Regions from separate parts of the Mus musculus genome. Here region 1 is linked to region 2. Evidence: chromatin contacts called from public promoter capture Hi-C data. All regions are on one chromosome and are shown on one strand. Each heading gives the region's core, a stretch centred on a gene start, on an enhancer-like site or on the middle of the called end of the contact. The rest is flanking DNA. Distances are from core to core; before and after follow the strand shown. Region 1 holds the start of Rbm33 (RNA binding motif protein 33). Region 2 holds the start of Hadha (hydroxyacyl-CoA dehydrogenase trifunctional multienzyme complex subunit alpha).

Evidence for each region. Capture Hi-C pulls out chosen DNA fragments and counts their contacts.
Region 1: a promoter capture Hi-C map of adipose tissue shows a contact between it and region 2, with 2.4 times the contacts expected there. The contact joins the promoter of Rbm33 here to the promoter of Hadha in region 2. A contact is called at or near these places in 6 of 39 promoter capture datasets (cranial neural crest, erythroid cells, hippocampal neurons and 3 more) and 2 of 9 other capture datasets (adipose tissue and liver).

The regions. Positions count from the first base shown.
Region 1 is chr5:28,313,285-28,321,212 of GRCm38.p6, forward strand. Rbm33 (RNA binding motif protein 33) reads left to right here and starts at 3,905. Exons shown (of 19, transcript NM_028234.1): 1 at 3,905-4,126. The coding sequence starts at 4,084. It overlaps Gm35602 (a long non-coding RNA gene), which reads right to left and starts at 3,803. Exons shown (of 5, transcript XR_003955879.1): 1 at 3,210-3,803; 2 at 1,224-1,323.
Region 2 is chr5:30,150,395-30,157,741 of GRCm38.p6, forward strand. Hadha (hydroxyacyl-CoA dehydrogenase trifunctional multienzyme complex subunit alpha) reads right to left here and starts at 4,586. Exons shown (of 20, transcript NM_178878.3): 1 at 4,488-4,586. The coding sequence starts at 4,554. It overlaps Hadhb (hydroxyacyl-CoA dehydrogenase trifunctional multienzyme complex subunit beta), which reads left to right and starts at 4,859. Exons shown (of 16, transcript NM_145558.2): 1 at 4,859-4,945.

The DNA of each region.
Region 1 (7,928 bases), core at 2,655-5,154, 1.8 Mb before region 2:
TAGTATTCCTACTTCAGCTATTGTGCTGGACTGGCATGTGCTTCTTTCTGTCTGTATTTTTCTCTGTGCTCTTCCCACAGTAGAACTGGTTTTTCTCATTGCCCTGTGGCTTCAGTTTTTGCCCCCTCCCCCATGAAGATTTAGAATCTTCTCAGAAGGATGAAAAGGGAGATGTGTGTGGGTGAAATTCCTTAAGTGAAAATCAGCTAGCACAGTGATGGGCAGTCTCGAGATTCTCCCCACCTTTCATGAGTACATGGTACAGCTTATGGGGAAGCCTACTAGGGAGCCAGTGTTTCTTCTACTCTATGGCTAGGGGCTCTAAACTCACCATATTCCACACAGCACTTACAAGTTTATTAACCGTTTTGGTTGACTTGTATTCCAGTTCATATGGAGCTGGCTGTGTCTATTATAGGCAAGTGAATACCATTGACAAAGTCCTAACCCTTTAGAGGTGTCTTATCCCAGATTTCCAGCTACTTGGTTGCTTTGAAATCTTGATGTCTTGGATCAAGGGAATTGCACTTTTTCTCAGTTGTAAATTGGGAATAACAGTCTTCTGACCCATGTACATTTCTGACATAGAAAATGTGTGAGGGTATATACAAATGTGTAGGTGCACTCCAGAAAAGGGCATCAGATCCCATGGAGCTGGAGTTATAGGTGTTTGTGAGCTGCCTGACATGGGACTAGGACCCAAACACTGCTCCTCTGTGAATGCAGTATATGCTTTTTTTTTTTTAAAGTTTTATTTATTTATGTATAGGAGTACACTGTCGCTGCCTTCAGACACACCTGAAGAGGACATTGGATTCCATTACAGATGGTTGTGAGCCACCATGTGGTTGCTGGGAATTGAACTCATGACCTCTGGAAGAGCAGTCAGTGCTCTTAATGGATGAGCCATCCCTCCAGCCCCTCAGTATATGCTTTTAACCACTGAACCATCCATCTAACTCCATGTTTTGGTTGAATGCATTACTATGTGAATTCTGAGTAGGTATCCACCCTCCACCTTTATGTTTAGTATGCCAAAGCATTCTTACTTACCAACCACAACAATCAAAATCAAGCAGTTAACTGTCATATTCCACCTCTCTGATCCTGTGGCCTTCCTATTTTCACAATTGGCCCACTGATACATCTCCCTGGGAGAGCCATTTCAGTCATGGGCTGTACTTGGTGGCCATGACTCTTCTTTAGCCAGGAACTCCACCTACCTGTTTTTCCCAGACGTTCATAAATGTGATGCTTTTGAAGATTACAAACCCGCATAGAGCATTCTTCAGTAGAAGTTTCTCAACAATTAACTCAGATAGCCTTTTTAAAAAAAAAAAACAAAAAACATATGAAAGTCTATATTTGGGTCTATGATTCCAGAAGGAGAGTTCATAATGGAAGGAACGACATGACAGCATGCACCCGGGGCAGGCAGTGGAGATACTGTCTCTTCAACAAGAAAATGTGAATGTAGAAAGCGTCTCTCCCTGGAGAACTATTGATCACTGAATTCCATTTCTTTCTTGTTAGAAGATTTTACTTTCTCAATGCCATAGCTATGTTAGAGCATGAGATTTGAGTCAAGATGGATACAGAGTTGAAATCGTGATTCATTTGTTGAAAGTGCAGATCCAGAGACTTTTGATTAATTTAATCTTCACTTGCCCCACTTTTTAATTAGTAAAATGTACGGCCCTTATGGAGGCATAGAGTGTGGAGCAAATGATCATTCCATGACTTATAGACTGCCTGTGCTTCTAACTTGCTTTACTTTTTGTGCTTTCAGTCACTATTCCATTTTATTTATTTGTTTGTTTATTTATTTAAGCCAATAGAAAGTCTTTATTATAGCTGGTCAGTGACTACACTGGGTGTTAGGTAGACGTCTTTGATCTCCACAAAAGACATTGTTCTCCTACTTCATTCTGTAGGTACACAAGATTTTTATTCACTCATAATTGAAGTGTTAGTTAACTCAGGTGAAGTGTTTCAAATAGAAACTATTCTTTTGGAATATAGGATTCAAAAGCCAAGATTTGGGTGTTAGGTGTCAATGAAGGCACAGTGTGTCTCCAAGGCCACCTAGGTACTCACTGAGGGGAAGGTGCCTCCTTGGCTTAAAAGCTACTGACCTATAGAAGCCAGTGTATCTAATAGCTCTGAGAGTTCCTTTTTTTTCGAGACAGGGTTTCTCTGTATAGCCCTGGCTGTCCTGGAAATCACTTTGTAGACCAGGCTGGCCTTGAACTCAGAAATCTGCCTGCCTCTGCCTCCCGAGTGCTGGGATTAAAGGCGTGTGCCACCACGCCGGGCTGAGAGTTCATTCTTAAACCCTCACGTTTAGATAGTAACCTCAATTAGGAAAGCACAGAGGGCGAGGTTCCTGTGAGGTATTTAAGGGCTGAGCCGTGCTCTGAAACCATTTTCACCACAAGCGTTGCAGTTTGGTTTCCTGGTTGACACTGAGCCTTTAACAGGTTTCTAGAGGAAGTTAGAGAGCTGACTGAAGTGGTATGTAGTGATAAGGAAAAGGGGGTGATTAAATCTGTACTCACAGCAAGTGATCACATCTCTAAATACTAGGTGTTCCTACATACAGGTTAAATGTTTTTCTAGTGAATGTTTCAGTACAGAATGTTTAGAGTTTCCTGTCCTGGAGAATTTCAGTTTTAGGTGAAATTAAGAAAACTACTTTCTTAAGGTCATAGCTATGTTAGAACATGAGATTTGAGTCAAGGCAGACATAGAGTTGAAATCCTGACTCATTCGAAGTGGATATTCAGTGGCCTTTGAGCAATTTAATCTTCATTTGCTATAATTGAGATGCACGTCTTTTTTCATGTGTAATACGTTATAAAGTATTATGAAGTAATTTTATCATTGTACCTATTTTTGAGAGGTCTTTCTCAAGACCAGCACTGATATTATCTTGAAAATATTCTCAGTTGGGTAGTCCATCCTGAACAGTGTAAAAATTAGGAAAAGGTGACAAGGGGTTCAAGCAGTTTAGATATGAATTAATGTGCTTTCTGACAGAAATCTAGTTAGTCAGTGAGGCTCCATGCCAGGCTTACTTTTATTGGGCAATGACTTCATGACGATTTTTTAAAAAAGGAATTTTTTTTCCTTCTGTTTCTTAAATGAACATTATAAAGCAGGGATTTTAGGGATTTTTTTTTTTTTTTATGAGGAAAAATTTCAATCACCTAAAAGTTGAATTTCACAGCAGACATTCTTTTAGCTCCCTAAGACTTTCCGGGAATGTGGATGCCCGCGTCTGGAATTCTCACTGAGCGGCGACCAGCCTCCATGCCGGGCCTCTCCAAGGGCCCACCTGCGGGGCTCCTCCGCCTTCCCAGCTCGCTTTTGCCCGAAACCTCGTCCTCAAAGCCGCAGGCTTGGGGACTTGCTTTAGGATGCTCTGGAGTCCGTCTTTGAGGTCGTGGTACCTAGTGCCACCGCCACACACCTCCTCTCCTTTCCTAAGACCCTACGCGCGAGGCTTTCCGCCAGCTCGCGCGAACGCGAGTGCGCGTGCGTCGATGTAGCGTTCGCGCGCCTCAAGCTTGGGGGCGCGGTAGCCAGACTCGGCCGTTAGCGTCTCCGGCCGCGCTTCGGCTCCACTTGCCACGGCGGCTCAGCCGTCGTAAAGCGCAGCCGCGCCTACTGCTGCAAGGCGATTTATGTCGACTTTACGGCGTGTGGCCGTCCACACTCCTCCCGCCTGAAGCCTCGGCCTTCCAGCCCGGCCGAAACTGTGTCTGTGCGCTGCTCTTTCTAGCGCGCGCCGCCGGGCACTCGCTGGCGTTCAGGCACCCGGGACCTTAGGCGTCCGCCCGCCGCCGCCTGGCTCTTCCGCCCGCCTTGCTCCCGGCGTGCACCGCGGCGCGGCCATGTTGCCGTAGTGTTGTTTTCTTCCTGCGGAGGCGAGGGTCCGCTGCGGACCGCGACGCGCGGGCCTCGCCTCTGCTCGCTCGCGGGCGCCGGCCCTCGCCGCTCCCCCGCCTCCCCGGCCCGCACCAGAGCCGTCGGCCTGCCAGGAGCTCGGGGGACGGCTGAAGGCCGGGCCCGGGGACCACCATGGCGGCCGCCCTGGGCGCAGGCGGAGGAGCAGGCGCTGGAGGTACGTGGGCCGCGGCGGGGGCCGTAGACCGGGCACCCTTTATGTAGGGCCTTCGTGCTGCCCCGCCACAGACGGAGCCGCCCCGGGCTTGCCGCCGCCGTTCAGGCCGGGAGCGCGGAGCGTTAGGCCCGAGGCGGCGACGCGAGGTCGGCGGCGGCCCCGCGACGGGGTCGGGGGGCCCTGGCGACTTCCAGTCTTCTTGGAAGATGCGCCCTGGGCAGCGGCAAGCAGCCTACTCAGTGTAAAAAGAATTTTGCGGTTTATTAGGGTGCTTTAAATAAACCTATTATCATCTAAGGAAAACTTGTGTTTGGCAGTATGCTTGAAAGGGATGAAGACCGTGTACAAAGGGTTGGTTACTGAACCAGTTGTTTGAGTATTTTCATTTCGCAATCGTAAACGATATGGAAAGACTAGCCAGTTATAAGTAAAACCACGTTTTGTTGAACGAGGGTTTTTTTTTTTTTTTTTTTTTTTAAAGATGTGGAACAATAAAAAAAATGACGTTTCAGGACTTGGATAAAAGACCCTCACGGTAAAATGTGGACAACAAAAGCATTTGCCAGCTAGTTCTGGCTATAGACACTTGAACTATTCTACATATTCCAGAGGTGTTAGTGATGCTTACTTACAGATTGGGGGTTGGGGTGGGCATGTTAAACAACCCTGCTTAGGAGTTCTGACCTCAAAACAAAAAACCCAAACGGCAGAGACTACATCCAGAATGCCATTTCTGGCAGGATGTGGTATGGTATATGTCACTGCCAGCTTACATAGATGATTTTTTTTTTTTTAACATGCAGATTCGAGGCTTTCTAGTTAAATGCTTAAAATACATTTTGTCTACTCTACCTGATTAGAGAAGGTAAAAACTTAAGGTTTTATATGTGAGTCTCAGTGTTATGGGAGCCCTTGGGTCAAAGCTGTTTTTAAAAGATGAAGATGATATTTTCATTTTCCATTTTTTCTCACTAGTGTGGTTTGGTTTTCCAGAGGCTGTGTGGCATGTGAAGACTTGACATGGATGGCTTGGGGACTATGCGCTTTTATGATCTTTTAAGTTTCTCATTTAAAACTTTAATAGTAAAAACTGATAAATATCCACACAAATAAAACTTGAGGGCTGTATATTAGTTTTTAGCCAGAAAGTTTGAGGGTTGTAATTTTAGAAGGCTAGATTGCCTTTTTGGAAGTTTGGAATTTTTCTTCCATCTTAATATCTTGTCAGCATTTCCATTGCTTAGACTTAATCCAAACTCCTTGGGAAAGTAGGCAAGTTCTTTTGAATATTCACCTTGGTGCTCAGCAGCTCTGCAGTCCTGGAACTGCTGGACCTCTTCAGCCCATGTGCAGTACACTGTTCCTGCCTTGAAGGGGTTACACTCCTATTGGTAGTTGGTCATCTCTGAGGCTTACTGTTGGGTAAGTTCACCCTTTCTAGTTCTTTCTGAACCCTGGCTGGTTCAACTTAGCTGTTTTGGCTCAAGCTCTTCTCAAGCTGATCGATCTGGCTTCTCTGGGATGGCTTCTCCTGGATTGCTCTGTTTGGCCTCACACCAACTCTAGCAACCTTTTCTAATCTTCTGGCTTCTTCTCATTTTCTGGCTTGTTCTCTCCTTCAACCTGTCTTTGTAAAACTCGCCAGTAAAACTGCCCCCTTCCTCCTTTTCTTTTTCCTTCTTTCCCTTTCCCTCCCTCCCTCCCTCCCTCCCTCCATCCCTCCATCCCTCCATTCCTCCCTCTCTCCCTTCCTTATTTTCACTTATTGTCTGCCACTCAATTAGACATCCCTTTCAAACATTGGTGCTTTCTTCTATAAACTAACTTTACCTTCCTTGTTTGGGATTAAAAGTGTGTACTAAGGGCATGTCTGTATTCCAGCGGAGGGATTAAAGGTGCTAAGGCTGAGATACAACTAGAAACATTTTTTTTGTTTTTGTTTTGTTTTGTTTTGTTTTTAGTAAGTAACACAATCTTGGGGGGATCACAGTGTGATCAAATATCCTGTAACTGTCTCCTGATTCAGCATGCTCCGGCTCCTGAGGGAGGAGGCCTTACTAGAGAAATCATTGGCTTCTATTTATCTGTTTGCTACCTCAGTGCCTCCCTCTCCATCTAGTAACACTCTTATTTTCTCTTGAACAATTACCTTAATCTGTAAATTGTTTTTTAAGACCTATGAGGACAAGCATATCTGCCTGCTTTGCCATGCACCCCAAATTCCTGACCTTGTACATGTGTTCAGCATATACTTGATAGATGAGTTAGAGATTGAAATATTTCATTTAAAAGAAAACAATGCCCTTTCTCTTGTCCATTAGATTTCCAATGTTTGCTGTAGAACCAACAAAACCATTACACTGGAAATATTTACATTGTAGGTAATACCGTCTTTATATCTGTAGATTGCTTACTTGACACCTCGGTTTAGCATGTCACCTAGCACAGTGGCTTTCGAGTTTACAGTTATGGCATTATGATTTAGTACTGCACAAGCTTCATGGGTAGTTCTAGTGTGTACTGTGCCATACTCTGAAAGGCTGCTGTGTACCTGGCATGGGTTTATAATCCCAGCACTTGGGAAATTGTGGTGGAAGGATTGTGAGTTTGAGGCCACCTGGGCTGCATAGTGAGAGTCTGTCTTTACCTGCTTCCCCAACAAAACCTGGTTATTGCCTAATCTAACTGCATTGTTAAACTAAATCCATTAAATGTCCCAGAATTGTCAGTTTAAAATTAATCTCAATATTGTAAGGGGTTGGTGGTGGTGGTAGTAGTAATATTTTCAATGTCTAGAATGTAACCAGAAACTAATGGTATTTCTAGGTGGCCAAAATAGATGACCACAGAGGTACATTTATGTCGGTGTGAGACTTAGGTCTTACAGGAATAAAGTATGCCTGTAACTTTAGATAGTAGCTCTTGCCAAGTAAGGGTGGGGGAAGCATGGGGTGCTTGCTGCTGGTAAAAAGAATATTGCACCTGTAACATTGGACATAGAGATCAACATAAATGCAAAAATCGGTCTTTAAGGACACATTATAGAGCAAATAATAAATTTCATGAGCTAGTGCTTACTTTGCAATAGAAAATGAAAAGTTAGAACATAAATTTTAGCAAAAAACCTTGCAACTGATCTGTATGTTAAGGCCTAACAGTTTATAAAGTAGCTCATGAACTGGGATGTGTGCCTTGTCTCACAATTTAACAGTAATCTTGGACCTTACATACAATGGATTTATAGGTGAGGAAACTAGAATGTACTTGTAAAATTTTGTTTCTTGGGTCAGTCTTACTGAAGAAAAAGATTAAGAAATTTTAGACATACCTAATGTAAAAAGAAGGAGCCCACTGTCAACATTTATCAACATTTTGATGTTGCTTAACTCATGGATTAGGTTTTTGTTTTTGTTGTTTTGAGGCTGTGTTTTTGTCAGTTTAATGTTACCTCAGTGGCTAGACAGGTTTAGTTCTACTGTGTCTGGCAAGTTAAAATGAATTTTACAGTGACCATAAGGTATGTTTGTGACACCCTGCACACATATAATATATGTGATCATAAGAGTATGTGTAGGTGTGTGTGGAGGACAGTGGTCCATGTATCACTCTTCACCGTTTGGAGACAGGATCACACTGAGCATGGAATCCATCCATTTGAGGTATTTGAGGTAGGCTGTCGGGCCAGTAAGCCAGAGGGACTCCCTGACTCTTCCTTCTCCATCTTTTAGCATAGGGGTTATGGATGGACTCAAAAGCTTCTGGTCCAGTTTTTTATGTGGGTATCGGGGATTTGGACAAAGTC
Region 2 (7,347 bases), core at 3,336-5,835:
AGCTTTTAGGGTTCTTCAGAACACCCTCTTTTTCTCCTTCATCTATACTCATGTTCACCTCAAACCGCCTGTCTATGCTCCTCTCTAATTCTTCACTCCCTTCTCCTGATCACTGAGTCCTAAATTTGCCTGACTATTCTAGGAAAGTTGTCCCTTTCCTTAGTTCCAGAAAAAAAAAAAAAAAAAGACAAATGTCACTTTCTTGATTAAGAGTTACACATGCAAACATCTGTACTCAGAAATGGCAGATGCCTTAAAGCATTGGTTCTCAACCTGGGTGTCTTGACCCCTTTGGGATCACATATCAGATGTGCTGTATGTATATCAGCAGGTATTTACATTATGATTCCCAACAATAGCAAAATTAGTTATGAAGTAGCAATGAAATAATTTTATAGTTGGGGGTCACCACAACATATAAAACTGTGTTAAAGAAGGTTGAGAACCACTGCCCTAAAAATAGTATCAACTAACTAATTACTTATTTCTTAATACTAAAACTTCAGTTCTTGGGGCTGGAGAGACTGCTCAACCATTAAGAGTACTGACTGCTCTTCCAGAGGTCATGAGTTCAATTCCTAGAACCACATGGTGGCTCACAACCATCTGTAAAGGGATCTGATGCTCTCTTCTGGTGTGTCTGTAAACATCTACAGTGTACTCACACACACACACACACACACACACACACACACATGCACATATATACATGAATGTATGTATGTATATACATATCTATAAAAATAAAATAAATAAATCTTAAAAAAAAAAAAAACCTTTCAGTTCTGATCATCAACAAAATGTGCAGGGCCCCCTTTCTTGGTGGAGCTTGCATCCCAGGGCTGCTCCAGGGCATGTGCTGAGGACATGGCACTGAATCAGCTCCTGTTCGGGGGACACAGGTGAATATTTGAAAATAGCTCAGTGTAGACTGTTTGCCCACCACACACACGGACCTAGGTTCAATACCCAGTTCTGAAAATTCAATTGTAAAGTACAAAGTCTAGTGGGAAAGCAGCATGGGATGGGGAATCTACCTAGGAAAGAGTAAAGTATCCCGAAGTAGGAATGGACTGACTGCTAGAGTCCAAGTAGGAAGGGGTGAGGTACAAAGACAGACAGAAGCCTAGCAAAGTAAGTATGTAAGTGATAGAATACAAATGCTGAAACAAATAACAAACCAACCAAACCAACCAACCCACCTAACCAAACAAACAAACAACAAAAAAACAACCTTCAAAAGCAACATGGTTGCAACTTTTTTCCAGGTGAGGTACTCTTAGCCAGCCCAGGCTAGCTAGAACTTGTAATCTTCCTGTCTTAATGGAATGCCCAATTCACAAGTATTTGTATTCCTCAGGGCAGAGTTATTATCTTAAAAATCAAATATTTGTTCTTTAAAGGTTGAAGATGCAAAGTGGGGTGTGGACACACACCTCTGAGGGCAGAGGGAGGCAGACCCCTAGGAGTTCCAGGCTAGCCAGATCTATTGAGATCTTGTCTCAATAAGCAAGCAAACAAATAATAGTAATAAAAAAAGAGCTGGTGCTCATTAGCCTATTGTTAAGCCATTTTAATTCCAGCCGACTAACTTCTCTTTGTGGTAAACACACTCCCACACACTTACACAAAACATACTCTAAACCAACAGAGACAAAAAGCAAAGAGAAAGAGCAGTAAATGAACAAACATTTAAAAAAAATCTTAACGACTATCAATTTAATCAAGCCAAAGTACAAGGTAACTGCTTCTGGAATCCAGCCTTACCCTAACAACAAAGCTTACTATACAGACGCGGTGTGAACTTTAGCCTACATTTTCAGTGCCAGCAAATGCAAAACCTTTGCCCTACTTTCTAATCATCTTCATGTGTAACTCAAGAAAATATCTACAAGGTCATATACAACTATAGTCAGTGGGAAGGGTTGGATTGTGCTGCACAACTTTGAAAACTGGAAACGTTACTTTAGTTTATAGAAATTTATAGCTTTTTCAAAATTCAACCCTGGGACAAGAAGTGAGAGTCAGATTTAAAAATAACTACTAATTGCCGTTCACTTCTTGTAAAATTGTTTTACCACTTACATACTTAGGAATTAGGAAAAGTAGGAATTAAATGGATATTAAGATCAACTTATGACTTTTTTGATAGTCATGTTAGAATAACAGTATTGTACAAGATCTCTTTCACAGTAAGTGCCATAGTTCATTAAGCATTTGGCAATGCCTCCACACACTCTCAGGGTCAAGGACAGACCTGCTGAGTCTAGACTCTAAATAGTAAATCAGGTGTACAGCTAATTTTAAATAGACTTTCCTGCATATTTTTTCAAAGTGCATAAGCTGGTATTAAAATAATCTGTAGCTATAATAGACTACATTTTCTTTTCTTTTTTTTTTTTTCTTTAAAGATTTATTTATTATACGTAAGTACACTGTAGCTGTCTTCAGACACTCCAGAAGAGGGCATCAGATCTCATTACGAGTGGTTGTGAGCCACCATGTGGTTGCTGGGATTTGAACTCAGGACCTTGGGAAGAGCAGTCAGCGCTCTTAACCTCTCTCCAGCTCTAGACTACATTTTCTTAATGAAAAAAAAAATACAACTTATATATTTAGATATGTTTCTATGTAGAAGTATAGGAAAATTTAGCTGTTAGCTTTTTATTACCTATGTAAAATGGATAGATTACAAGTTCTCAGCTATATATAGTCATTGCTTCTAAGGGATAAAAAACTAATAACATTTATTGAGAATGTATGCCTATGTGTTATACCTAATATAACTTCTTTAGATTTAACATGATTGACTCCATTTTACCAATGATAAAGATACTGAAATTAATTCCCAAGGTCACTAGAAGGTAAACTGTAGATTCAAGCCAGATGACAGAGTCCGTATTTAATGCTTTTAATTGCTCCATCATACTACTTCTCCTGTCAAAGAAAAAAAATCACTCTCATTCATTTCACAGATGGGAAAAGAAAGCCCATTTAGATGAAAGGGCAAAGTCAACAGCTAGCTAGTGACAAGAGAACATGTGACCCAATCACCACTCCAGTGCTAACCTGGCTGCCAATTCATGAAAGTACCTTACATCAAATACAGGACCATAGGTGCCTTTTTTCCCCTAAAACTGTTATAAATGTGGAAAAGGAAACACAACCAAGTGCAAACAGGAGACATAGAGATCGATGGATCTTTCTTTCTTTCTTTTTTGGTTTTTCCGAGACAGGGTTTCTCTGTATAGCCCTGGCTGTCCTGGAACTCACTCTGTAGACCAGGCTGGCCCTGAACTTAGAAATCCACCTGCCTCTGCCTCCCAAGTGCTGGGATTAAAGGCGTGTGCCACCATGCCCGGCTCTTTTCTTTTTTTTAAAAGACAGGGTCTCACTGTGTAGCCCTGACTGGCCTGGAACTATGTAGACCAGACAGGAACACAAAGACCCACCTAATATTAAAGGTGAATTAGCACCCAGTCCACTTCACTTTTTTTTTTTTTTTAATTTTTTTTTTTTTTTTTTTTGGTGGGTAGCAATTTTGGCTATTTACACATAATCGATCTATGGAGGTTTTTAAAAAAGTAGAAAAAGATTCAATCAATTAAATGCCAGGGGAGGGTAAGAGAAGTAAATTCTACACGCATCCCTTTTTTTTTGTGAGGAAAATTAAAGTGAATTCACGTTACAAACTAAAGTCTGGGAAGTAACTAGTATCAAGTATGATACACAATGAAGTTACATTTGCCCTTACAGATTTGGGATGTCTGGGAAAAGGCTGTTTTCTAACAACACCCCTTTAACCCTTTCACTGCCAGCTTGAAAAGGAATGCAGTTCCTGGAGCCTGACTGGGAATCGACAGAAATGAGATTAGAAATAGTTTCTAAGTGATCAAAAATTTTTTTCCTCATCAAAATTTCTTTGCCTAAGTCGGAGAACCTCCAGTTTCAACCTTCTATACATTCAAACTAAGATTACTGAAGTGGGAGAGCTGAGTTCTCTGGGGGGGAAAAATGGTTTTGACGGAAAAGATCAAGGAGTGGCATTGATCTGTAAGGCTAGTAGTCAATGTCACCGAGAAGGCTGATAGATATCTCTTATGGCGACTAACATGTAGTAGAGCCTCAAAAATGTGACAGGTCTTACTTAGTCCTCCGAACTTAGCGGTGTCAGGGCCAAGACAAACATTAAGGGAGACAAGAGGGGCGTGAGCTCAGGGCTACAGCAGAGACCTGCGCAAACTGCCAGACTAAGTGGAAAAGACTCAGGAAAGTTAGGGGAGAGCCTGACACTGCCGGAGCAGGGCGAGAGAGGGTGTGACAGTTCCTTTACAAGGACACAGGAAATAGGGTCTCGGAACAGTAGCCCCATTTCCACGGGTCCCGGGAAAGGGGTGGGAGGCAGACAGTGAGAGGCAAACGCTGCTCCCCGCCGCCCCAGTTCCTGAAGGCACTCCGAGACTCTCCCGAGCCCTCTCCAGGCTCACCTCTGGAGCGTAGGATCCTGAAGGCAGAGAAGCGACTGAGACTGCCAATCGCCCGGGACGCCACCATCTTGAGCAGAAGAGGACGAAAGCTCTTCTAGTGGGGGGCAATGGAGCCGAGGGCTTTTCTTTTCTGAGCCTGTCCGGCAGGGTGTCCTAAGTGCCGCCTTACTAAAACGCAGACTCTGAGTTGCCACCCGTCCTGTCGCCCTACCTCTTGCTCTCAACTAAGCGAGCCGAAAGGATGATTTCTCTGAAGGTGAGACTAAGGACCTCCGAGGAGAGGGCGGAGTGTCTGACTTTCTGCTCAGGCGTTCAGCGGGCAGCCCGTAAATGCCGCGGTGATGGCGGGCGGGGCGAGAGGGGGTCCTTGCGGAGCGGGAGCCGCCCCTCGGCGTGGGCGGACGTTTGTCAGTCTGGACTTGACCTTGTTGGCAGCGGCAGTTTTCGCGGACTCTAAGGTGCGGCAGCGCGCTTCTCGGTTTTCTTCTGATTTCCCCACAGGCAGGTGCCACTTTGCTCCCGACTCTTCTCGTCGATGCCCGCGGCCGCTTCCCTTTGCTGTGAGGGTCGAAGTCCCAAGAGCGGGACAGGCTGGTCCAGGCCTCCAGTGCGAACCGCCTCAGGGCGGGCGGTGGTCGCGTTCTCGCGTAGCTCGCGGCAGCGGTGTCTTCTGTCTGCATTTGTCACTTCAGGTTTACGAATGGATTGCGTGTGTGTGAAACGCTGGGCTGTGTCAGAGCGGTGTCGTTTCCCCTGTTGTTGACCTGTCTAGGCAGTCTGGCGGCTGTAGAGATTGAGAACGCGTCGTTAAGTGCGGGTCTCGGGGGTGAAAGCAGCCAAGACAGTCCTCCAGTCTGCTTGGTGATCCAGGGTTCACGGACATTTTCTAACCCAGCAAACATCTGGGCAAACCTGCCACCCCTCACTCTTTTTTCTGTGAAGTAGCCGTAGCTAGTGACTGAGACTGCGCCACAGGTGGTAGAATTAGTCTAGAACCTAAGTCTACTTTTAATTGAGAGTTCAGCTCTTCTGGGCGCCAGGGTGTGAGTTGTTTGTTTTGGTGCTGGAAAGATGAGCCCTGAAATAAACTGATTGTTTTCAAAAGAAAGTAAAGTCAGCTTCCGGTGTGTGCACCATTTTGTTTAATACGCACAAACCCCACGTTTCATTTGCACTTTCGGTGACTTGACAGGCTCAGAAAGATTATAATACCTTCTCTGTGGCAAGCCAGGATTCAAACAGAAGTGGCACTTGCTAGTTAATTGATTATTCTGCCACACAGGAAAGAAATGGCTAAAATGATTCTAGAAAGAAAGGAGCGTCCTGTTTTAAAGCTCTAGTCAAACTAAGTCTTCCACCACCAAGAACACTTTAAGCTGGTACTAAATGACCACTTCGGAGTAAATTGCAAAAAAGGAACCCTTTTCCCATACCACGCCTTCCACTACACCTATTTCATATCCTTTTTTTGTAAAGAGCCACACAGAAAATAGTTTGTTTTGTGAGCCCACCCTGTGCTCTGTTACATACTTGTTTTGTGTTGCCTGCAGCTTTTTATCATTTTTCCTAAACTAGAGATGGAACTGACAAAAACGGAACCATTCACACACATACACGTTGCAACTCTTTGAAGGTGTAAAAACCAGAGCTGGTAGAGATCTTGTTCATATGGGCCCTGGCTTCACAGTTAGCCCTTCAAAATTGGGGGGTGGGGGGTGGAGGGAGGGGGAACGACCCCAAAAAACAAGAAATCATGTGAAAGAAAAACACTTTTATTGAGGGTTTTGGGTTATATTTTGCTAATGCTTGATTTAAAGTGCCTTTTTTTTTTTTTTTTTTTTTTTTGGTTTCCTGCATTCTCGGTGAAATTATGAGATCTATCAAGTACAAAGGTTTTTTTGTTGTTGTTTGATAATTAGCACGTTAGTGCAAAGGCTTAGAGGAGAACTAAGTATATTTATATCTTCACCCACTAATAATAGAAAACACATAAATAAACCTTTCTAGATAAAAGGCAACATACCTGTATTTAGGTGTCTATTTAATTATCTCAACAACTCTAAAACTGTGTACATTTTACTAAAGGGCCAGAAACAGAAACGTTAAGCAACTTGCTTCGGGTCCTACAGCTGCAGTGAGGGAGGCTCTGATTTGCACTTGGAGTCTGTTCTTTGATGTTGTAGTAACTGTCAAGTCACCCCATCTTGCTTTTATATTCTTCACCTACCCTTCTTTCTCTTTTGTCTTCCCATGTGCCTCTGTGCTACCTAAGCCTAAACTACCCAAGTATTGACATGTTTTGAATACTTTTCTGTTAAAATTTCTGTATTTCTGAAGCTTTGTAAATGACAACAAAGGCCAGCCTTCCAATACAGTAGTATAGTTTTTTATTTGTTTTGTTTTTGTTTCGGCTTTTTTAGTCTGGGTCTCTGTATTATGTCCCTCTGGCTGTCCTAGAACTGGCTAATTCAGGCTGGTCCCACACTTATAGAGATCTGCCTGCCTCTGCCTCTTAAGTGCTTAGATTAAAGGCGTGTACCATTATGGTATGTGCTGCCTAGTGTGTATCACCTGGTGTACAGTCTTGTAGTAAGCCTTTAGTTTTTGCATTTTTATTTAATATGCATTATGGATGTCAGTATAAACATGCATATCTTGTTTTATTTTCTCCCAAACTCCTGAATATTCAAGATATATTTATGATACAGATCAACTATTTCTACTGATCTGCATTTATGTTAGTCCCAACTATAAATAGTTCTATAATGAGCATTTCAAGTATTCCTATAGAAACCAATTAGAGGAAATTTAAGATTCAGAATTCACAATCTGGAGCCAGGTCTGTAATCCTAGCACGCAG